2 separate regions of the Rattus norvegicus genome follow, and region 1 is linked to region 2. Evidence: chromatin contacts called from public Hi-C data. All regions are on one chromosome and are shown on one strand. The core of a region is the stretch at or near the end of the contact, and the rest is flanking DNA. Distances in the headings are between cores, read along the strand shown. Region 1 holds the start of Cyp2b1 (cytochrome P450, family 2, subfamily b, polypeptide 1). Region 2 has its middle 57 kb from the start of Cyp2s1.

What was found. Hi-C and Micro-C count contacts between places; a contact is called where the count stands out from the background.
Region 1: a Hi-C map of liver shows a contact between it and region 2, with 2.8 times the contacts expected there. The contact joins the promoter of Cyp2b1 here to the enhancer-like site in region 2. A contact is called at or near these places in 3 of 12 Hi-C or Micro-C datasets (hepatocytes, kidney and liver).

Annotation. Positions count from the first base shown.
Region 1 is chr1:90,643,758-90,647,904 of GRCr8, forward strand. It overlaps Cyp2b1 (cytochrome P450, family 2, subfamily b, polypeptide 1), which reads left to right and starts at 2,362. Exons shown (of 9, transcript NM_001134844.1): 1 at 2,362-2,549. The coding sequence starts at 2,379.
Region 2 is chr1:90,508,531-90,512,542 of GRCr8, forward strand. No RefSeq gene overlaps it. Among named protein-coding and RNA genes, the nearest start is that of Cyp2s1, 57 kb to the left of the region's middle. Within about 2 kb of position 1,626, at least 3 of the 93 cell types and tissues checked have an H3K27ac peak or open chromatin away from gene starts, as enhancers often do. A contact at or near this core is called in hepatocytes and liver, where this site is marked.

The sequences.
Region 1 (4,147 bases), core at 1,112-3,611, 140 kb after region 2:
GTGGCCGCACCCTTCTTATGATGTTCAGCCAATGCCTTTCTGGATCGTGGACACAACCTTGAAGAAGTGCACTTCAGTGACCTAGGGGGAAGGTCAGAAAACCATGGTGATTTCAGGCACAGACTCTGTACTTTCCTGACCTTGGCACAGTGCCACCATCAACTTGACTGACACCAGGACCTTGCTCCTGCCAGGCTGGGTGATCTGGCACTGAAGTCCAGCTCAGGGTTCCCATTGGGAGCCATGAAGTGCATTCCATGCAGGAAGTGGTGCAGTCTTCACATTTTGGAGAGGTATATTGCCTTCACCTATTAATAGACAGAAGTACAGAGAGGTTAAGAGCATTTTCTAAGGTCATACGGTGGATTAGAACTACAATGCACACATGATAGCTACTTTCTAAACATGACCATCAAGTCCTTGAAATGTTCCAGATGTGGTAGCACATATCTGTAGTCCCAGCAGTGGACAGGCCAGAGGAGAACATTATAAATTCAAGGCCAGCCTGGGATATATAGGGAGACCTTGTCTAAGACAAACAGATGAAGAGTCCAACCAATGCATTTAAAATGTTTGATGGTTTGAACCTATTTACTTCAGAAGTTGAGGCAAGTTGACCTCAAGTTAAAGGCCAGTCTGAGCTGTAAAGGGAGACCCAGAACAGATAGTTGAATATGGTATCACGAACCTGTAATTCTTACACTTGGGAGGTAGAGGCAGAAGGACCAGGAGTTCAAAGCTAACCTGTGATACAAAGCAACTGAGAAGAAGGATTTATTTTTTCTTAGTTTCATTGCAGGGGAGGTATGACATTTGGGGCTTTGGTCTAGATGTGGGAGCTTGTGGTTGTTTCTCTATATGGCGGATGGAAGAAGGAGGACGAAGAGGATATATGTTTATATGTAGTGGAGTTGTGACTCATTAGGTTGATCAACAATCTGCTTCTTTCTTGCAAGCTTTTCCTCTAAGTGTCCTGCCACCCCCCCACCCCAATAATATCAGTTAGGGTACAAAGTGTTGAAACATGAACTTCTGAGACAGATTTCACATTCAAATAGAACACATTATGAATAGATTAATGTTATCACTGTAGTGGTGGGCTGGTGAAGAATGTTCAATTCCTTTTAGCAAGATGGGAGGTCAGAGAACTTCCTGTGCTATGAACAAATCAGAAGGATGAAGGGAACCATTTGTCATTAGACACAGTGTTCAGAGACTATCTTTGTTAGGTTCACTATTTCTGTGATAAAACCTCACAGCAGAAAGCAACTTGGGGAAAAGGGTTTATTTTGCTTGCACTTTACAGTTTGTCAAACAAGGAAGTCAGGGCAGGATGACAAGGCAGGACCTTGGAGGCAGGAGCTGATGCAGAGGCCATGGAGGGATGCTTCTCACTGACTTGCTCATTAGGGCTTGCTCAGCCTGATTTCTTACAGAACCCAAGACTTTCTTACAGAAGTCCAGGGGTGGAATTTCCCACAGTGGGTGGTGCCCTCCCTCATGCAAACACTAATTAAGAAAATGCTCTTCAGGCTTGCGTGTAGTGTGATCTTATGGATCCATTTTCTCAATTCAAGTTCTCTCCTCTCAAATGACTCTAGCTTGTATCATGTTGACACAAAAGTTAGCTAACCCAGAGACCCAGGGGCCCCAACTGCTTCTCTGCCAGGTTTCAGCCTCTCTCTCCATTTGACTCCTGAGCCTCCCTGCTCCTGAATCTCTTGCCTTTCCTTTCTTTTCCTCTGCATTCTCCCATCTCTGGCTACCATGGGCCAGAGAGTGAAATGGGGACTCTGCAGAAATTGCATTTGTAGACTTTTCAAAGACAGGGACAGGGAACCAACAGACGGAGACAAGCACAGGATCATGGGATACTATTCTTGTCAACTCAAACATAATCACATGTACCCAGGACACAAAGAACATACAGAGAAGCCTCCATAATTTAAGATTATACATGTAAATACACCCTAGACATGCAAGAATAGACCACCCAGTGCATCTAGACTCAGACAAAGAAATATACATCTGTACGTTTATATCAGAAATGATCTTTCACATAGAAAAAGCATATAGCGTGCACGCACACACACAATCCCATGCCCTAGTAAGTAAACAGAGCTGACAAAACTGAGCTGACAAGTGCACACCCATCCCCATAAAACAAGAGGCCTAAGTCCCAGTGCCCTTTTGTCCTGTGTATCTGTTTCGTGGTGTCCTTGCCAACATCTATGGTGTGGGTAAGGGAATGAGGAGTGAATAGCTAAAGCAGGAGGCGTGAACATCTGAAGTTGCATAACTGAGTGGAGGGGCGGATTCAGCATAAAAGATCCTGCTGGAGAGCATGCACTGAAGTCTACCGTGGTTACACCAGGACCATGGAGCCCAGTATCTTGCTCCTCCTTGCTCTCCTCGTGGGCTTCTTGTTACTCTTAGTCAGGGGACACCCAAAGTCCCGTGGCAACTTCCCACCAGGACCTCGTCCCCTTCCCCTCTTGGGGAACCTCCTGCAGTTGGACAGAGGGGGCCTCCTCAATTCCTTCATGCAGGTGAGACATTCACAGGGCCTGGCCCTCCTCTTGGAGGTTCCCTTGTTTCCTCTTGGAGGTCACTGAGCAGGAAGAGCAAGGGACTCCTTCCAGGGTGTAGGTTCAGGTGAGAAGGTTGCTAAGGGGAGGGTAAGATGCTTATTGTGGTGGATGGCAAATCTTGCAATGTTGGAATTGTGTGGGGGCACTGTACTTAGAGGGCGAGCGGTGTAGAGGTGTTGAGGTATAAGCGGTAGAATTTCACTCCTTGGGGTTTGTCCATTCCAGAAGAGAAAGAAAAATAGCAGAGGCATCAACATTCAGGTTTGCTTCTGCCAACAAGAGGTGTTCCAGGACAAAGGGAAAGAGAGGCAGGACAGGAGGAGGGATGGGTGGGAATGTTTATTCCAGCAGCTGGCTTGGCATTTACCTACCAGCTTCTATGTTGGTGCTTCGTACATGGAGTTTCATGTTTAATTGCTACTTACTAATAATCAGTATCCGTGATCCTACCTGAGATCTGAGCGATCTACCCTTTTGTCTGCCGCTGTGGCTGTGGAGATTATACTCTTGAACCTTGTATTTGTTACCCCCAGCTTTTAAAAGATTCCTGCTCCCCAACATCAATGGCAAATTCAGTTATGTTAATTTATTTTTGACACGGGGTCTCTGTGTGTGTTTTTTTTTAAAGGTTGGCTCCCAACTCATGATTCTCCTGCCTTAGCCTCCAAATGACAAGTGTGTCACTTCACCCTGCCACATGTGTTTTAAACACATGCATCCCATGTGTGAGAAAGGTTGAGCCAACATCCTATTTGATTTATTTTAAGAAATCCACTGGCAATTTAATGTACACATATACTGGATCTTGACATCTGTGATCCTTCCTCCTTTCCCTCTCTCTGCCTCAGAAACCCTTCATTTGGCCAACATTCTCTTCCTACCTTGATGTCCCTTTTGGTTTTTACCCACCGAGTTTAGTTAGGGTTGTTCAGGGGTGGGTTGATGTGGAGTTTATTTCTTGGAGATCGCTTAGTATGAAGACAAAGGATGGATGTTTTCTGAGCTCTAGGTTCAGGTGGGAGGGTTGGTGAATGAAAGGTGAGATGCTGGCAACTTCCTGATCACCGGTGGGGACTATTTGTCATAACTTGAACTCAGGAGTGACTATCCCAAAAAGTAATTGACTCCCTCTCCCAGCCAGGGCCACCACAGCCCACAGACCTCCAGGGAGTGGTGGTAGCATCCACAATGCAGCATCTTTCCCCTGCAGTGAAGGTGATATTTTCTAATTAATTAATTAATTAATTAATTAATTATTAACTTACTCGGGGGACACTCAAAGTCCCATGTTAACTTCCCATTAATTAATTAATTACTAAATTTGTTGATTAATTAATTTGGGTGTGCCTTATCCCTTCCCCTTCTCCTCTGAAGGGGTGGAGGCTTCCTGGTTATCCTCCCCACCCTAACACATCAAGTCTGGGTGGGGCTAGACACACCCTCTTCCTCTGTGACCAGACAAGGTAGCCCAGCTAGAAGAACATATCCCATTGACAGGCAGCAGTTTTTGAGATAGCCCCCGATCTGGTTGTTTGGGACCCATATGGAGACTGAGC
Region 2 (4,012 bases), core at 376-2,875:
CTCCCTGAAGTCTAACTTCATGAGTTCTTTGTATATTTTGGATATAAACCCTCTATCTGTGGTAGGATTGGTAAAGATCTTTTCCCAATCTGTTGGTTACCATTTTGCCCTAACCACAGTGTCCTTTGCCTTACAGAAGCTTTGCAGTTTTATGAGATCCCATTTGTCGATTCTTGATCTTAGAGCATAAGCCATTGGTGTTTTGTTCAGGAAATTTTCTCCAGTGCCCATGTGTTCGAGATGCTTCCCCACTTTTTCTTCTATTAGTTTGAGTGTATCTGGTTTGATGTGGAGGTCCTTGATCCACTTGAACTAAACTTTGTACAGGGTGATAAGAATGGATCAATCTGCGTTCTTCTACATGCTGATCTCCAGTTGAACCAGCACTATTTGTTGATAATGCTATCTGTTTTTCATTGGATGGTTTTGGCTCCTTTGTCAAAAATCAAGTGACCATAGGTGTGTGGGTTCATTTCTGGGTCTTCAATTCTATTCCACTGGTCTATCTGCCTGTCTCTGTACCAATACCATACAGTTTTTTTTTTTTATCACTATTGCTCTGTAATACTGCTTGAGTTCAGGGATAGTGATTCCCCTGGAAGTCCTTTTATTGTTGAGGATAGTTTTAGTTGTCCTGGGTTTTTTGTTAATCTAGATGAATTTGCAAATCATTCTGTCTAACTCTCTGAAAAATTGGATTGGAATGTTGATGGGGATTGCATTGAATCTGTAGATTGCTTTTGGTAAAATGGCCATTTTTAATATATTAATCCTGCCAATCCATGAGCATGGGAGATCTTTCCATCTTCTGAGATCTTCAATTTCTTTCTTCAGAGGCTTGAAGTTCTTATTATACTGATCTTTCACTTGCTTGGTTAAAGTCACACCGAGGTATTTTATATTATTTGGGACTATTATGAAGGGTGTCGTATCCCTTATTTCTTTCTCGGCTTGTTTCTCTTTTGTGTAGAGGAAGGCTACTGATTTATTTGAGTTAATTTATTCCCAGTCACTTTGCTGAAGGTGTTTATCAGGTTTAGTAGTTCTCTGGTGGAACTTTTGGGATCACTTAAATATACTATCATACCATCTGCAAATAGTGATATTTTGACTTCTTCCTTTCCAATCTGTATCCCTTGATCTCCTTTTGTTGTCTGATTGCTCTGGCTAGAACTTCAAGAACTATATTGAATAAGTAGGGAGACAGTGGGCAGCCTTGCCTAGTCCCCGATTTTAGTGGGATTGCTTCAAGTTTCTCTCCATTTAGTTTAATGTTAGCTACTGGTTTGCTGTATATGGCTTTTACTATGTTTAGGTATGGGCCTTGAATTCCTGTTCTTTCCAGGACTTTTATCATGAAGGGGTGTTGAATTTTGTCAAATGCTTTCTTGGAGGTCACTTTATCCCATCAATAATACCTAGTTATCTGTTGTTGAATTCTGCCTCAGAATTCAGGTTTGCAAGGTATATAACTCCCTCTCAGAGTCTGCTCAGGGTCATCTCTCCTTGAAGTGGGAGGACCCAGACATGTAGGAGTTAAACTCCTCTTGCTATTGCATCGATCACTGTCTTCGTGAGTCTCATTCAAGAGGTCCTGGAAGAGGTCCAATTCTGACCTCACAGGAGAACATGGAGGTCATGTCTGCTTGTTTGTCCTGGATTTGAAATGGAGAAGCCTTTCAAAGCGATCCCCTAAGACCATTTAAATCACACATATTTACAGTATGATTCATAACAGTAGTAGCAAAATTACAGTTAAGAAGTAGCAGTGAAATAATTTTACAGTTGAGGGAGGGGCACCATGACATGAGGAACTGTGTTAAAGGGTTGCAGCATTGGGAAGGTTGAGAAGCCCTGCTCTAGAGGGTCCAGGTTTGGTTCTCAGTACCCATGTGGTAGTTCACAATTGCTCTTAGTTGCAGTTCCCAGGGATCATCTGGTAACCTTGTCTGTCCCCTAGGACACCAGACACTCTTGTGGTGCACATTCAGACATGTAGCCAAAAACTCATGCACATAAAATAAAAAGAATGAATACAATTTTAAAATTATATTTTATTTATTAATTGGCGTGTATGTGTTGAGGTTAGAGGGTAATTGGTAGGAATCAGTTCTCTTCTTTTACTCTATTGGTCTTGGGGATCAAATTCAGGTCATCAGGCTTGGCAGTGAGCATCCACTGAGCCATTTTGCCAGTCTCAAGTCCAGCCCTTTGACATTGCAAAATGATGCCGTTCTGTACAAAGTTCACACCCCGGGGTTGGGGATTTAGCTCAGTGGTAGAGCGCTTGCCTAGGAAGTGCAAGGCCCTGGGTTCGGTCCCCAGCTCCGAAAAACAAAACAAAAACAAAACAAAACAAAACCAAAGTTCACACCCCAAACAACACTATCAAGTTGCAAAAGTTATTTATTTCACTACTTGAGCTTCATATGTATGTATCTACATGCACAATATAATATTCTTTATTTCTTAGCTTTATCTCTGTCCCAATGAATTCCTTCTTCCTCCCAAGTCTGCCCACCTTTCTTATCTTTTTGTTTTATGTGGGACCCACTGCATTAAATGAGGGTTCCTGTATGAGGATGAATGGGGGCGGGTTATTGGCCTGTGTGTCAGTGGTTGGACACAGGGACAAGGTCCGGAGAGGCAGTACAGGAGAGGGTGCGGTGGAACAGTGCGGATGGGTGGGAGAGGTAATGTGGGGCCTCTCAGCTGCAGCCTCCTGTTCCTGAAGCAGATCGGCTGGAAGAGGTGGTTGTTATCGGCTGGAGGAGGTAGTTGTTATCAGAGTTTTGGAATCCCTTAGGCACTTTCGGCCAAAAGAGGCTGTGGAAGCAAAGCAGACTGGAATGACAACAGAGGCAGGCTGCAAGCCAAGACTGCTCTCTCCTCTGCATTGCCGCTGTGTTTCTGTTAGTCACAGCTTGCACAGGGGCCTTGCAGTCGGGAGGTCCTTCTCTTCCTATGGTTCCCAAGAGTTCCTGAGACTGTCAGAGGCAGGGTGATGTCCTGTCTATCATTCCTGTATGGACTTGGAACACAGCTTCACTTCTGACCCCTGCTTGCTGGTGACCTTGTACAAACGCCTTAGCATTTCCTCATGAATGGGAGTTGGTTTATAAAATGCCCTGGCAAATGTCTAGGCAGTGATGACTCGTGGTGCCACAGCAAGGCCATTTTCGGTATGACCGTTGTTAAGAATATGAAAAGATTGGGTCAGGTGTGCTGTGGTTCACCCTTGAAATCCCAGCATTTTGGAGGCAGAGGAAGGAGGAGCACCAAAGATTTGAGATTAGCCTGGTCTACACAACGAGTTCCAGGTTAGCCAGAGCTACATAGTGAGACTTTGCTTCAGACTCCCCAAAGTGGGTTGGGGCATCCTTACTGGGCTGTGTGCACGGCAGAGAGCACCTACATTCCCAGTTGCTTGGGAGATGGGGGCGTGAGGATGGCTTGAGTGCAGGAGTACAGAGACGTCCTGGGGAATGTTGCAAGGCTCTAGCAAAGCAAAACCTGGGGTTATGGATGTAGATGACACGGTAGAGTATTTATAGCATATAAGAGGTCCTGGGTTCGAGGCTAAACACTGCATAGAATTGGTGTTATGGCTTATGCCTGTAATTACAGCTCCTGAGGTATAGAAGGAGGGGAATCAGGTATTCAAAGTCATTCTTGGTTACATGTTCAAGCCAAGCCTGGGCTACATGAGAACCTTTCCTCAAAAAAAAAACAAAAAAACAAAAAACAAACAACAACAACAACAACAACAAAAAACAAAAAAAAACAGGGAAAAAATTGGCACTTAAGATTTGGGAGGTGTTTCAGTTACTTGTCTCGTTGCTGGGGTAAAAAAATTACTCAATACAAGCAACTGAAAGAAGGACTGGTTTATCATGGTTCACAGTTCAGGGGCACAGCTAGGGTAGAGACGGCAGAAGGAGCTTGAGACTACTGGTTATTCCAAGTCAGGAAGCAGAGGGGGATGGATGCCAATGCTTGGCTAACCCATCCC